2 separate regions of the Mus musculus genome follow, and region 2 is linked to region 1. The links are chromatin contacts, called in public HiChIP or PLAC-seq maps. All regions are on one chromosome and are shown on one strand. Each heading gives the region's core, a stretch centred on a gene start, on an enhancer-like site or on the middle of the called end of the contact. The rest is flanking DNA. Distances are from core to core; before and after follow the strand shown.

What was found. HiChIP or PLAC-seq counts read pairs in DNA pulled down with a chosen protein or histone mark.
Region 2: a contact with region 1 is called in a FOXA1 HiChIP or PLAC-seq map of pancreatic cancer cells. The contact joins the enhancer-like site here to the promoter of Rnf24 in region 1. A contact is called at or near these places in 1 of 39 promoter capture datasets (embryonic stem cells), 1 of 484 Hi-C or Micro-C datasets (embryonic stem cells), 3 of 115 datasets of contacts at active chromatin or transcription factors (the NIH/3T3 cell line, embryonic stem cells and pancreatic cancer cells) and 1 of 9 other capture datasets (embryonic stem cells).

What each region holds. Positions count from the first base shown.
Region 1 is chr2:131,350,118-131,356,759 of GRCm38.p6, reverse strand. It overlaps Rnf24 (ring finger protein 24), which reads left to right and starts at 3,868. Exons shown (of 6, transcript NM_178607.4): 1 at 3,868-4,024. Gm30590 (a long non-coding RNA gene) reads right to left here and starts at 3,928. Exons shown (of 2, transcript XR_374984.2): 1 at 3,582-3,928.
Region 2 is chr2:131,801,547-131,808,491 of GRCm38.p6, reverse strand. No RefSeq gene overlaps it. Among named protein-coding and RNA genes, the nearest start is that of 5330413P13Rik, 43 kb to the left of the region's middle. Within about 2 kb of position 1,436, at least 34 of the 459 cell types and tissues checked have an H3K27ac peak or open chromatin away from gene starts, as enhancers often do. A contact at or near this core is called in the NIH/3T3 cell line and pancreatic cancer cells, where this site is marked.

The DNA of each region.
Region 1 (6,642 bases), core at 2,619-5,118:
ACAAAGACTTCAGTGAAGCTGCCCAAGGCAACACGGGTTAGGGATGCCAGAAATAGCCCAGACTCATGTGCTGGCTTTTGAATGGATTTTCAGCTACTGCATATTCAGAAACCGTTGACTGTTGTGGGTTTTTCCATGACCCCTACATTCAGTGTGGATCACTACCCACGGTTTGGGAAGTTGGGCCTTAAATAGCTTCCTCCATCCCCAACCTCCAGCTTTGCAGTGGAATATTCATTATAGCTGATGACCCGTCACTGGTATATCATTACCATCTAGAATCCATACTTCACTCTTGTTGACATCCATTCTACAGGTCTGCACAAATGTGTGACTTGTGTTTGCCATCATAATAGTGTCATTCAGGGCATTTCCGGTGCTCTAAAAATTCTCTGTGCATTTAAAAAAGGAAACAGGTTTTTTTTTTTTTTTTTTTTCCTGTGTTGCTAGATAAGTGTTGCTTTTCTAGGAGAGGGACCAGCGGCAACAGTTGCGGAGTGAAAAGGTGCTGTGCTGCTCTAGAAACAGCTGCAAAATGAGGCTCAAGTGCCAGACTGGGAAGAGCAAATGAGAAAGCCAGACAGCAGAGTGGCACAGGCACATCAGTTTTAAAGAGAGAGCTTGAGAGAGAGACGATAGGTTTGCATGAGAATGGGCTGCAGAGTCTGAGCAGCCCAGGGGAAAGGTGAGGAGGTCTGCTTTGTGCCAAAGTGAAAGGTGCCATCAGCAAGCCTGGGTCCAAAAGGCAGGAAGGGAGGGGATCACCCCCAGCGTCCTGGTTTAAGGGGCAAGGGAGGAAGTGGTCTCCGCAGACTGATTCAGAATAAGCTTTATTAGGAGAGAGGGCCTCAAGACCATGGAGGGCCATTCTCAGGCTTAAGGCAAGAGAGCATCAGCAGGGACAGGTCATCATTTCAGAGACAACATGACCAGACCTCAGAGAGAGGGGGAGAATATGCCCTTCTAGTGCTCGGAGAGGAGCCTCATCAGTAGAGACAGCTCAACTGGGAAACACAGAACACAGGGCTGCCACATCCAACAAGACAGACATCCAGGGAAGAGTCTTCAGATGACCCCAAACAAGGGAGTTTTGTGGGGTTTTTTGCAGTATATTTTACTTATTCTTTGATGGTTTCATACATGTATATAGATCATATCCACCCCTCAATTTCTCCCATCCCTTAAACTCCCCAGTCCATCTCCTTCCCACCTACATGCATCCTCTCCCTCTCCCCCTCCCTCCCCTTCTCCTTCTTCTCTCTCCCCTCACTGAGCCTAATTAAGTACTCCCCACAACAGTGTAGGTAGGGTATCATTCACTGGATCATAGGCAACATACTAGCAGACGTATTTCTAAAGAAAATTGATTTCCCAGCAGCTGTCAACTACCAAGAGCTTCTCAGTTGCGGTGGGGTGGGATGTGAATCCCCCTCCACCCATGCCAGGATGCTCACTGGCTAAATCTCACGCAGGTAAGCACAGGGTCACAAATGCCATGACTGTGTCACACTCAGAAGAAAGCATTTCACGACATTCCTTCCCACCACTGGCTCTGCATTCTTCTGGCCCCTCCTACATGATATTCCCTGAGCCTTGGGGTCATAATAGATGTCCTGTTTAGGACTAAGCATCCAATAGTCACTTATTCTTAGTTCTCTGACCACTTATGGATCTCTGCACTAACTGCTGCCACTGCAAACAGAAGGTTCTCTGTCCAATCTTGGGATCAGCACTAATCTATGGTTACACATATAAATATTTAGGATGCAGCTTAACAATATGAACATTTAGCAGAACAACAGTACTTAGATGCCCCTAGGGTCTGTGACCTCCCCAGCCACTTGCTTTTGACCAAGTTTACAGTATCAAGTATGAATTCCTCCCTGTGAGGCAGGCCTCAAGTCCAATCAGAAAGTATTCAGCTAAACCACAATGGTCATTGCTATTGCACCAGTGGGCAGGTCTCGACTGACAGATCAGTGTAGTAGCTCTAATCCTGTTCCCAGCAAGACCATTGTTTCAGTTTGCTCCCCTAGTGCTGTGATAAAACACCATGACCAGAACAACTTGGGCAGGAAAGGGTTTATTTGGCTTACATTTACAGGTAATAAATAGGCCATCATTGAGGGGAGTCAGAAAAGAACTCAAAGGAGGGATTAGAAAGAAAGAGTTGGTGCAGAGGCCATGGAAGGGTGCTGCTTACTGGCTTGCGCCCTATGGCTTGCTCATAGCAACCAGGACCACCTGGCCAGGTGTGATACCACCCACAGTGGTTCATGCCCTCTCATGTCAACCAGTAATCTAGAAAATGTTCTGCAGACTCACCTACAAGCAATCTAATGGAAGCATCTTCTCGATTGAGGCTTCTCTTCCCAGATAGCACTAGCTGTGTGGATATGACATAAAGCTCTAGCCAGTACAACCACTGACATATTTTCCAAAGGAGATTCCTGGTGTGTATAGGTTTACAGTCGGTGGCAGGTGATATGCTTACAAGGGGTGGGTCCTCCCACATCAATCATTAATCAAGCATATGCCCCACAGAGGTGCCTTCAGTCCAGCCTGAAGGAGGTAATTCTTCAACTGGGGTAACCTCTCCCCGGACAACTCTAGTTTGTGCGACACTTCTCTTGAATGCAGTAAAAGAAAGCCTGAGATAGTAATCCAAGCCCTTGAGTATCTTCACTCACGTGGCCTGCAGCTCCGTTGTAGTGTGTCCTGAATATTTCTTTCTTTCTTTTTTTTTTTATTTTGCTTTGCTGCTCCCCCCCCCCCCCTTGCTTTGCTTCAACTAAATTTTCTTGCTACTTTTACACATCGGTGAGAGCTTTTATTTCAATTCCTTGAACAAGAGACCAAGAATATGAAAGCTTTGTACCCTAATGTCGGTACTGATCTGCCTTAGCCTATGTGCCAAGGTGACAGAATTAGGTAGGACTTTTAAGCTGGCAACAACACAGCAGGGATCCTGAGAGCAGAGGTAGAAGGGGGGCGGGGGAAGGAGGGGGAGAGGAGGGAAGAGGAGGGCAGGGGAGAGGTGGGGAGGAGAGAAGGGAAATAGCTCACAGGTGTTGGCCTGATTTGGAGAGAGAGGAAGTTGGGTCGAGGGTCTGTGATTAAACATTCTGAGTCCTTCTTACTTCCCCTTTCCTAGGAAATGTATGGTTTACTAAAGCTGGAGGAATGGGCTGGTGGGCATTTTCCATGATGAATTTAAAGTCACAAACTAGTTATGGTTTATAGAAGGATTGGGGGCGGGGGGGGGGGGGGAAATACCTCCCAGGGAAATGGGAAGTTAAGGGAGGGAGGCCTGAGGTGCGGTACCCACACCCTCTGCTAATCCGTTTTAGCAGTGGTAGCTATGAGAACTCCTGCATGCTTTCGCTGACCTGCTAGAATTTAGGCAAGGGCTCAGTGCTCCCAAATCCTGAGTCAGTTTGTCTGTAGTGTAGAATAGGAGCTGGGGGTCGAGAGTAATGAGTAGATGTAATTAAATAAAGGACACACTGTTTCTTAAATATATTTCCTTCCACTGTCTGTACAGGCGCAGCAGGTGGAAGATCTAACTAGGGGTACCTCACCTTTGAGGACTCTTGGGCCGGATGCTACGAGAAGCGAAGCTTTACTTTTTTAACTCTTACGAACGTCCACATACACGGAAAACACTACACAGCGGAGAAGATATGAACCTTATAGCTGGGCATCACGAATCAATCCTCTAGAGCAGCCAGTAGCCCAGCGGAAGGGACGCCGCGCCTGCGCACTTGCCGACAATGAAGCCGCGCGCCCTCAGTGAGGAGGCGGGACTTGCCCGGGCATCCGGGTCCCACACCCCGCCCCCGCGGCATGAATGAGAGGCGCGGCGCCGCCCCTCCCCCGCCGGGCCCGCCCCTCGCCGGGGCCGCAGCTAAGCAGTCGCTACCGCCAGCTCAGCGGCTCGGACTCACGGACGCGGCTCTAGCAGTTCACCGCAAGAAGCTGACTCCGGGCGCCGCCGCCCGCACGCCCGCTGCCCGTCGCCCGGGTGAGTGAGGGGAGGGCTGGGCCTGAGCGCCGCGCGGCTGAGGCTGAAGCGCAGGCTCCGCAGGTCCGGCTCTGGGATGCTGAGGGCAGCGCGCCGGCCTCGCACCCCCTCCGAGACCGGGGTCCGTGGGTTAGTCCCCACATACAGGCACAAAGGGCGGCGCGGGCTGTCACCCGGAGGTCACCTCGGGCTGGGCCCGGGCGGGGGAGGCGGGATGGGCGGAGGATGGAGGAGCCGCTGCCTCTGCGTCGGTGGTGGGGACCGACGCTGGTCTCGGGGGGTGCGGTGTGGCAGTGGTTTTCTGGTCCCGAGCCACTCCTTCTTTTGTGGTGCTTGTCTCGTGCCTGGTTGTCACACCGTGCAAGGCACACTGAGACCTCTCTGGTTGGCTTATTTATTAATGAAAGTCATATGGCGGCCTCATCATTTGTGGGTGGGGGGCGTGCGTGCACCCACAGGCCAGAGAATTAGTGACCCTGCTTTGTTTCCGGAGACCTTAGTGGTGTGTGTCCTGTGAAATGAGACCGTCTGAGATCGTCGTAAAGGGCAGAAGGAAAAGAGGTGTAAAGATAACTTCATCTTTACCCCTTCGTCTCTGGTGTTATTTCAGATAACAGGTCTTTTGGTGTTTCGTTGTTTCTCATTGTAAAACCAGTGGGTCTGTTCATTGAAAGTGTGAGTCTGCATTCTTATGTCTCTGTATATTTAGAACACTTTCTTTTACGATTAATGGTGATCTATTTACGTAGCGGCGGTACGCCGGCATCCTGAACATTGTTTTCTGGGCTTAGTTCATGATAATAGGTCTTTGTGCTTGTGTACCTATCTATAGGAATACTCCCAATATATCTAGGGCACTGCTTTCCCCACTCTTCCATACAGACAGATTATGTTTCTTGCCTTTCTGCTCTAATAAGAGGTGGTCTAGCAGGTTCTTTCCACCTTCTTGTCAGTCCGGTCGTCGCCCTCCCCGCCCCCGCCCCGCACCCCTTAATGCTTTGGCAAAGGATATTACCTAAATATTACCGTGGTATGCACCCTAGCTTTGATCTGAATTTTTGTGTGTTTGGTTGTGCAGCCTAGCTGAACAGATCATCTTACATGACTTATCAGAAAGCACCCCTTTTTTCCTCCATTGTTTGTCTTCATTCCCCCTCGCCCCTGCTCCTGGTTCCCCCCTTCTCCGTCCCCAAAGAGGCTAGGAAGCGCTGCTGGGTTCCATAGGCTTTAACTTGATAGGGTGTGTTCACTTAGACAGTTAAAAAGAGGTATTTAAGATAGGCAGGTGTGGCCGAAAATGCCTTCTCTGGACTTGGGAGGAAGAGGCAGTAGGATCTCTGTGGTTTCAAGGCCAGTCTGATTTACATAGTAATTTCCAGGCCATAACACAGAATGAGACCTTGTCTCAATAAACAACAAACTTTTCCTTGTTATCTTGTTTTAAGCAAGATTATTTGAATTTTAGAAGATAGTTATTACTCTAGTTGGATAATGATATTTTTGTTTCTTTTTTACCCTTCTAATTTTGTAGAGTGAAAAAGCACATTTTTGAAATATTTTTGTTATGATCTTTTGATTCAAAATAGTGGAGGTAAAAAAAATGCAGTTTATATATGAATAATTGAGTGGGTTCAGTTTTCTTTAAGATTCTCTTCAAGATTACTTATTTTTGAGTCACATATATTTTCATCCCTGGTAAAATTTCAGTACAAAATGACATGTAAACCTCCACAACATCTGTTTATGTATAGACTCTGCCTGAAACATTTGCTTTTAATTTGAAGGAAAGTTTCCACTGGTTGGATGACAATCCATTATTCTTAATGAAATTCTTGCTTTATGCATCTTTCTTTCGTGAACTGTGGGTCACAATCCAATATGGGATTGCATAACTGTGGGAGTCACAAACATTAGCAATCAAAAGTTTCTGAATGTTAAGTGATCAGAAATTAATTCAAGGGACCAAACACGAAGTACTTGCTTAGCATGCACAACACCCTGGATTTGATCCCTTGGACGGAATTAACTAGATTTGCTGGCCCATACCTGTAATCCATCTCCCTTTGGGAGATTGACTATATAGTGAATTTGAGGCCAGTCTGGGATACAAGAGATCCTGACGAGACCCTGCTAAAATAATAATAATTCGCAACCAAACACGTAATAGATCTTCGATGTGTTGGTATCACACAGGACTTCCCTGCAGCCTTGCTTTGGTAGGCCTGGTACCTCACATGCTGTTGTAGTACACTCTGCCAGGGAATGTGGCCTGAATAGCCTCAGGTCAGACTCTAGGCTATTGTCCCTTACAATCACCGTGGTTTTGTTTGTTTTGTTTGTTTGTTTGTTTCTGTTTTTTTTCTGAACATAGAAAGTTTTATGAACCTACAGAAACATTAAAAGCTGGGTGTATGGTGATCGCCTTTAACCTCAGCACTCAGGAGGGAGAAGCAAGGTGGACCTCTTTGAATTCCAGGGCAGCTAGGACTACATAATACAGATCAGTCTCAAGCAAACAAAAGACATAATGGTTTAATAAAAGAAAAACAGGCTTACTATTTTCCCACTGTCATTCCTCTCAGCATGTAAGTATAACATTACTGTACCTGGGACTGAAG
Region 2 (6,945 bases), core at 187-2,686, 450 kb before region 1:
TTTTACTGCAACCTTATTTGACATACACGCAGTCAGAAATGATTTTAAATACAATTTAACAATATAGGAAAATACAATACAACATTAAGAAGAAAAAAAGTTCAAACTGCATGTGCTTTGCTCCAGATTTTTGCAAATAGGTTGCACTTGTAACTAATGAATATGTTATAATCTCAGAAAACACTTATTTTTTTTCCACTTATTTATGATGCTTCCTGTATACACAGAATAAACCCCGAGAGTCTCAGATTTGCATCTGTAAATGAATATATGTTTAAAATATGTTTGTAAATGAAAATAAGAGTGTGGACGGACTCAAATCCAATTGGATTTAAGTGGAAGATGGACAGAAAAGGCAAGAGAGGGGCAGCATAGAAGACTGTCTGCAAATGTTCCAGAACTGCAGCTTGGTTACGATTGCGTCCCTCCCACTGAGAGTGGGGCAGAGGCCTGGGGCACTCTCTGCTCAGCTCTGGCTCTGCGCTTTCTCAGAGGGGCTGAGGGGCAGCGGGAAGAATGGAACCTCTGTGCCCGAGAGTCGTCCTAGTATTGTTTGGACCTTGGCTTCACGCTGCAATCTGGGGATGATGATGATGACGATGACGATGATTTATTTTATGTGTGTGATTGCTCTGCTGCCTGTACACCTGCATGCCAGAAGAGGGCATCAGATCCCTTGTGAGTCACAATGTGGTTGCTGGAAATTGAACTCAGGACCTCTGGAAGGGCAGCCAGTGCTCTTAACTGTTGAGCCACCTCTCCAGCCCGGCAATCGGGTGAATCCTATGCAGACTGCTCGGTAATCTCATATCTAAAGAATAAAGTACTCGGAATGACAGAGGAAAGTGAGCCCATCCAATCCCACTTACCAAAGTGCTTTACAAAAGCCAAATCGGGCGAAGGAGAGATAGCCTTGCGTCTCTTTGAAGGGGCCATGTAGCCAAATCCAGCAGCCAGGTAACGACACGGCTGAAAAATAAATTCCGAATGTCAATGGCAGCTGCCATGTCAGCTGGAAAGCAGTGTGTCAACACCTGCACTGTTTTTCCATCCGAGTTTATTGACCCTCAGCTCTGCCGTGGGCCCTAGGTCAAGCTCCTGCAACTGCTGAGAGCCAGACCCCAGCTTTCTATTCCAGCCCTCCAGGGCACTGGGATACCGGGCTTTGGTTTGTTTGTGTCCAGGAGAAATTGAAGCCAGCATGCCCGTGAGAGAAAAGCAGTTAAGACAAGCCGGGCTTGCTGGGCCTGACCAGAGTGGGAGATGCTCAGAGCAGCAAAGAAGGATGGACGGCTTTAAACACACAGATGCGGATGTACACACGTGTCAGAAATTCCAGTTCTTTATCACCACTCCAGGTCCAAGGTCAGTTACTCCCTCAGGCACTTGCAGATATTTCTCCTCTCCGCATTGACTTAATCCATTCTCTGTGGCTGTAACAGAATACCACAGCCTTGCATGAGTCAGCATCTGGTAAGGGATTCGTTTCTGTATCATAACATAGCTGAGAGTGTCATGTGGCAACTCAGGTCACCTGTACTGACTCCGACCTCCTTTTTACCAAACCACTGACCCTACCCCAGAGGTCATTTCAGGACCTTGTCTAACCCTGATTCCCTCCCAGAGACCTCACCTCTGTGTACCACAGGCACATGCACTTGGTGTTACGTTTACAGCCCATGAGCTTTTGGGGGAATGTATGAACCAAAGCAAGGACCAGGGAGCCATCGTGTTGCAGGAGTGGGACCAGCCGCTGATCTCATGGTCTCCACTCTGTCTTTCATTTCCACCAATCAGAGGCTGCTTTTCTCACATATCCGACTTGAGTCTGTGCTTTGCTAAGCCTGTGAGGTTTACTTAGAACATTGCCTGTCACCTTCAGTGACTCCAGAGCGAACCATCCTTTCAAAGGAACCGCAGTGATCCGTGGGCTTCTCTCCCTGGAGATTGAGCAGGTTGTATGGCTAGCAGGACTCTTGAGATCGGTTACACCTACATTGGGTGTAACCGATTATACTTCATTGCAGAAAGATCTTTGTTCCATGCAATGCCTTGAATTCTGTGCAATCTGAAACGTATCTTGTTATCTTGGCTCTTCTTTATTGGCCTGATAAATCTCAGTTCTCCTTTTTTTAAAAAGCATTTATTTTTTTTTTTTTATTTTTTATTTATTTATTTTTTTTTGCTTGTTTGTTTGTTTGTTTGGTTTTTGGTTTTTCGAGACAGGGTTTCTCTGTATGGTCTTGGCTGTCCTGGAACTCACTTTGTAGACCAGGCTGGCCTCGAACTCAGAAATCCGCCTGTCTCTGCCTCCCAAGTGCTGGGATTAAAGGCGTGCGCCACCACGCCCGGTAAAAGCATTTATTTTTAACCGGCCGATACCATTTTGTTTGGCGTTTGTTTCTTGGAAGCACCATATAATTTAAGTTTCTATTTTAACCTGTAATTTGAGTCCTTCTTTAAAGATGTTTTTCCTCCTGCTTTTGTTGTTGTGTATATGCAGGTTCTCTGCTGACGGCACAGACAAGAGAAGGCCTGAAGTTACTCCGTCTTCTCTCCTCAGAGGTAAGTATGGGTTTCTGGACAGGGCTCTGCAGTGTTCCTGGCTTTGTTAACTCGATGGTTTCCAGCAAACCCCTCTTCTTCCTGAATCACAGACTCAGTTCTCACTGCTCTCCCTGGAGGGCTCACACAAGTCTCCTTTCACCTCCCAGGTTTGCAAAGGTTTGGAAGGGCATCTTGGAGTCCCCCCCACCCCAGGTTCCGGTGGAACTGCTCTGTTCACTCTTTCTCAGGGGTCACCTTTTCCACTGAGTGGGAGAGAGTGTTGGGGCCACAGCAGAGTGGGCACATAGAGGGCAGAGCAGGGAGGCAACCATGAAGGGCTTAGAACATCACTCAAGTGCCCATCGCTTATCAGCAATCCTGTCTTCTGTGGTTGTTAGAATGAAAATGGCTGCCACAGGCTCACAGGGAGTTGCACTGTTAGGAGGTCTGCCCTGCTGGGTGTGCCTTTTCAGTAACCAGAAGCCCTCTGCAGGTGGCCTTGTTACCTCCTCTAGGACTGTCACTCTCTTCCCCAGGAAAGGCTTTCTTCTTCTGGAACTTGACTCTAGTTCTTCTCTGGTTTCCCCATGCCATCCACCTGCCTGTGGACTTGTGTCTGTTTTCTTACTCATTCTTGGGGTGTCCATTTGTCCCCAGGACTTTCAATTTTTTTAATGTGTATAAACTGCTGTTACTAGTTTAAGAATTTCCTTTCTCCTGTTTTATTTATTTTATTTTTTAATAGGATCTCAAAAGCCTACTCTTCCCAAATGCAGAGATTATATACACGTGTCACACACTCTATTCTAATTTATTGCCTTACAATTAAAAAAAGATTTAGTTATTTTATGCATAAGAAGTTTCTGCTGGCATCCGTGTATATACATTACATGTGTGAGGTTCCATGTTTCTCTCTCACTGCTGGGGTGTGGGAACTTCGCTGGGGCAGATGAAATGGGAGGCACTGGACTACATTTTATCCTATGCTGGTGTTGGGTGAGCAGCTGAAGGGTCCCAGCCCAGGTTGTGTGTGTGTGTGTGTGTGTAGTTCCATCTTAGCTCAGGGGATGAGCGTCTGGGAGCACAGAGGGCCTTCTTCAGGAGGCAGGGCTCTGTATGACAAAGGCTTTCCCCCAAGGGAGATGACTGTCTCTTGATGAGAGAGGACAGGAACCTGGTTGGGAGTAGATGAAACTCCTACTATGCTCAGGTATGAGGGTACCAGAGTTTCTGAACCCACTCGACCTCACCAAGTGTCCTGGCATGGTCCACTGCCCCACAATGTGTGCCTGAGGAAGTCAGAGAAGGCCATAGGATCCCTAGGAACTGGAGTTACAGATAGATAGTAGCTCTCTTGAGGGAGCTGGGAACCGAACGTGGGTCTTATGCAAGAGCAGAAAGTGGTCTTAACAGCTGAGCCATCTCCTCTGCCCCCCACCAACCCATTATCTTTTCTAACTCTTCTCAAGTTCCCTTTATTCAATCGTCTCATTATAGTTACGGGAAATGATTATAGTTGCATGTTGACAGAGTATGCGAACTACTCACCATTTAACTGAACAATGAGATCTAATAGTGTCTCGTCTCTTGTGCAATTTTACATTTCCTGGTGGCCTGGGGCTATAAGCAAGCAGTGAAGTGTGTATGCATAGGCTCTGAGTTCAATTTTCAGCGCTATAACATCAGGATTTGTTTGTTTGTTTCTTTTCTTTTCTAGAACCGCACCATTTTAAAGCTTGTTTAATTTTCTCTGTGACTGCTAACTATTTCTTGCCTCTATTTCTTACTCTTTAAAATTAAATATCTATTAACTATCAGGGAGGGGTGGAGCCATATCTTGAAGGTCATCTGGAGAATGGTTCAAAGAAAAGAGAGTGACTCAATGTGTTTCATACGAGCCAAGTGAGCCAAGGCTGAGAACTGTTTGGCCAATGGATTTGGTAACGTGAAAGTCGCTGGTGACCTTGACAAGACTTGGGTTGTGGGAACAAATGTCTTGCTGGAAGGGATTCAAATGAGCATGGGGGACAGGAAATCATAGACTCTGACTGACACAGAAAATGTTTGAAAACATGAGTTCTTCTCTACAGGGACTAGAGAAATGTAGAGAAGAATGTAGGACAGAGGAAGGGATTTGAGGAGGTCAGCCTCCAGAGCGGACCTGAGGAGCTACTTACCTCCTGGGATGCACGATTCTGCACAGTCTCCTTCCTTGTTATAGCTGGGTTAGTGTGTGCATGACCTCAGCATGTGGCAGAAGAGATGATATGTCACAGTCACATGTGTCACATGTGAGGAGAGTTTATAGAAGAGTGAAGTTTACAGTTTGGATGTTCTTTTATCCTCTCTCTGTCTCTGTCTCTTATGCTTCATTTTGTGAGAAGCAATAAACTGTATCAAGTGTGGCCCCGGGGATAGGTCTACCTAATGACAGATGTGCCAGCCAACAAGCAGTGAGACTGAAGCCTGCCAGTAACCATGCAGCTGAGCTTCAAGCCCCATTTGAAGTTAAGGCCCTGGAGTCATAACCAACAAGGAAAGTGGCTCCCAGTACCCTGGCCCTCATGGAGTGCCTGAGAGAGTAAGTGTTCCAAGCTGCTGCCTGGGAGGATGACTTAGCTACCATATAGGCTCTCGTAGGCTTTTTAAAGAAGAGATGGTGAACAGCACACTTGTGTGCTGATGGGAAGAACTGGGTAGCACGGAAAAAGTGATAATGGAGGAGAGAGGAAATTTCCAATGGATGTTCTGTGCACATGGGGCAAGCTGGGTCCCTTCCTCTGGCCCTCCCTTCTTGGTTTCTTCTCTAGCTCCATCTCTTCTGTGCTTTCTCAGTTTTTCCCCCTGTCATTTGGTCCTCTCCTCTGTCCCAGAGACATAGCTGTCTAGGTTGAACAAGTCCTTGATAATTCTTAAAGGACCCACAGGAAGTCCTAGGATACACAGTGAAGCTTAGGGACGACAAGTCATCAGTGTGGAGTCCCAGGAGGCTCAGCACGAGCTCCTCTACCACAAAGCAGTGCATCTCACATCCCAGAAGCTGGCCTGTAGCTGGTTCATCTCCTGAAGAAGTCATAAATCTCTGGAGAGGGCTCCAGCTTTGCATGAAGGTATTTTATCTTCCCCCTGCATCCTGCCATAGATTGTATGGAGGCTATAGACAGACACTTTGTATAATTAGTTTCACGGGCCCAGGGATGGGGAAGACTTTTAAATAACTTACTTATTTTTATGTACACTGGTGTTTTGCCTGCATGTATGTCTGTGTAGGATGTCAAATCCCCTGGAACAGGAGTTACAGACAGTTGTGAGCTGCCATGTAGGTGCTGGGAATTGAATCTGGGTCCTCTAGAAAAGCACCCAGTGCTCTTAACCACTGAGCCATCTCTAGCCCTTGGGAGAGACTTTTAAGACACAAAGTTTCATAACCCAGAGCCTCATGATCATCCAATTGCTATTATAAGTATTTGGGCTTTGAAATAACAAAGTATGTTTTTATTGTGGCAAGACACAACGTGGCATTGTTTGCTCAGCAGATTTCAAATGCATACGACCACATTTATTACTGTAAGAGCAATATTGCAGGACAGGTCTCCAGAATTCATTCGTCTGAAGAAAACACACAAATAGGCAACAGATGCCTGAAGATGTGCAACACCGCTGACAAGTAGGGTAGTGCAAATCGAAAGCACGACAACAACTCGATGCGATGTCAGATCTGGGGAGGAGGCTCAGTTAGTAAAGTGCTTTCTACACACACATGAAGACCTGATTTCAGATCCTGATACCAACATAAAAAGCTGGGCGTAGCAGGGTGCCCCTGAAATATCAGTGCAGATATAGGAAGATACCTGTGGTTCACTGGCTGGCTGGTCAGTCAAACTAAATAAGCAAGCTCTGGGTTTAGAGAGATGAGCAGTTCAAAAAATAATGGGAAAGCAACAGAGGGGAAGAGACGCCCCATATGTACCTCTGGCCACTGTCTACATATGCACCAGCATCTTCACTATTCCTTCTCATACAAGGAGACAGAATTCCACACTCTGTAAGAGGGCTGGTCTTACAGATCAAAAGATAACGAGTGTTGTCAAGAAAGTGGAGAAAGAAATGGTTTAGCTATGGGAAAAAAATGTCAAGGCTATGCAAAACAAAAGGAAAGTTAAAAGAGACATGGCTGAAGCTTCCACAGTGTGTAGAGCACAACTGGTCATCTTTAAGGGGCAGAGCCATCTCATTTTGTAGCAGTGTTATCCACAGTAGTCAAGATACTGTAGCAACGGAAATACCTACCAACAGAAAACCGTGACCTCAGAGATTTCAGGCCACTCTCAGTTGCCCAAGCTTCTCCTCCTCTGGAGGGGCAGTACCTCACAGCAGGGGATGCAGGCTGGCAAAGGC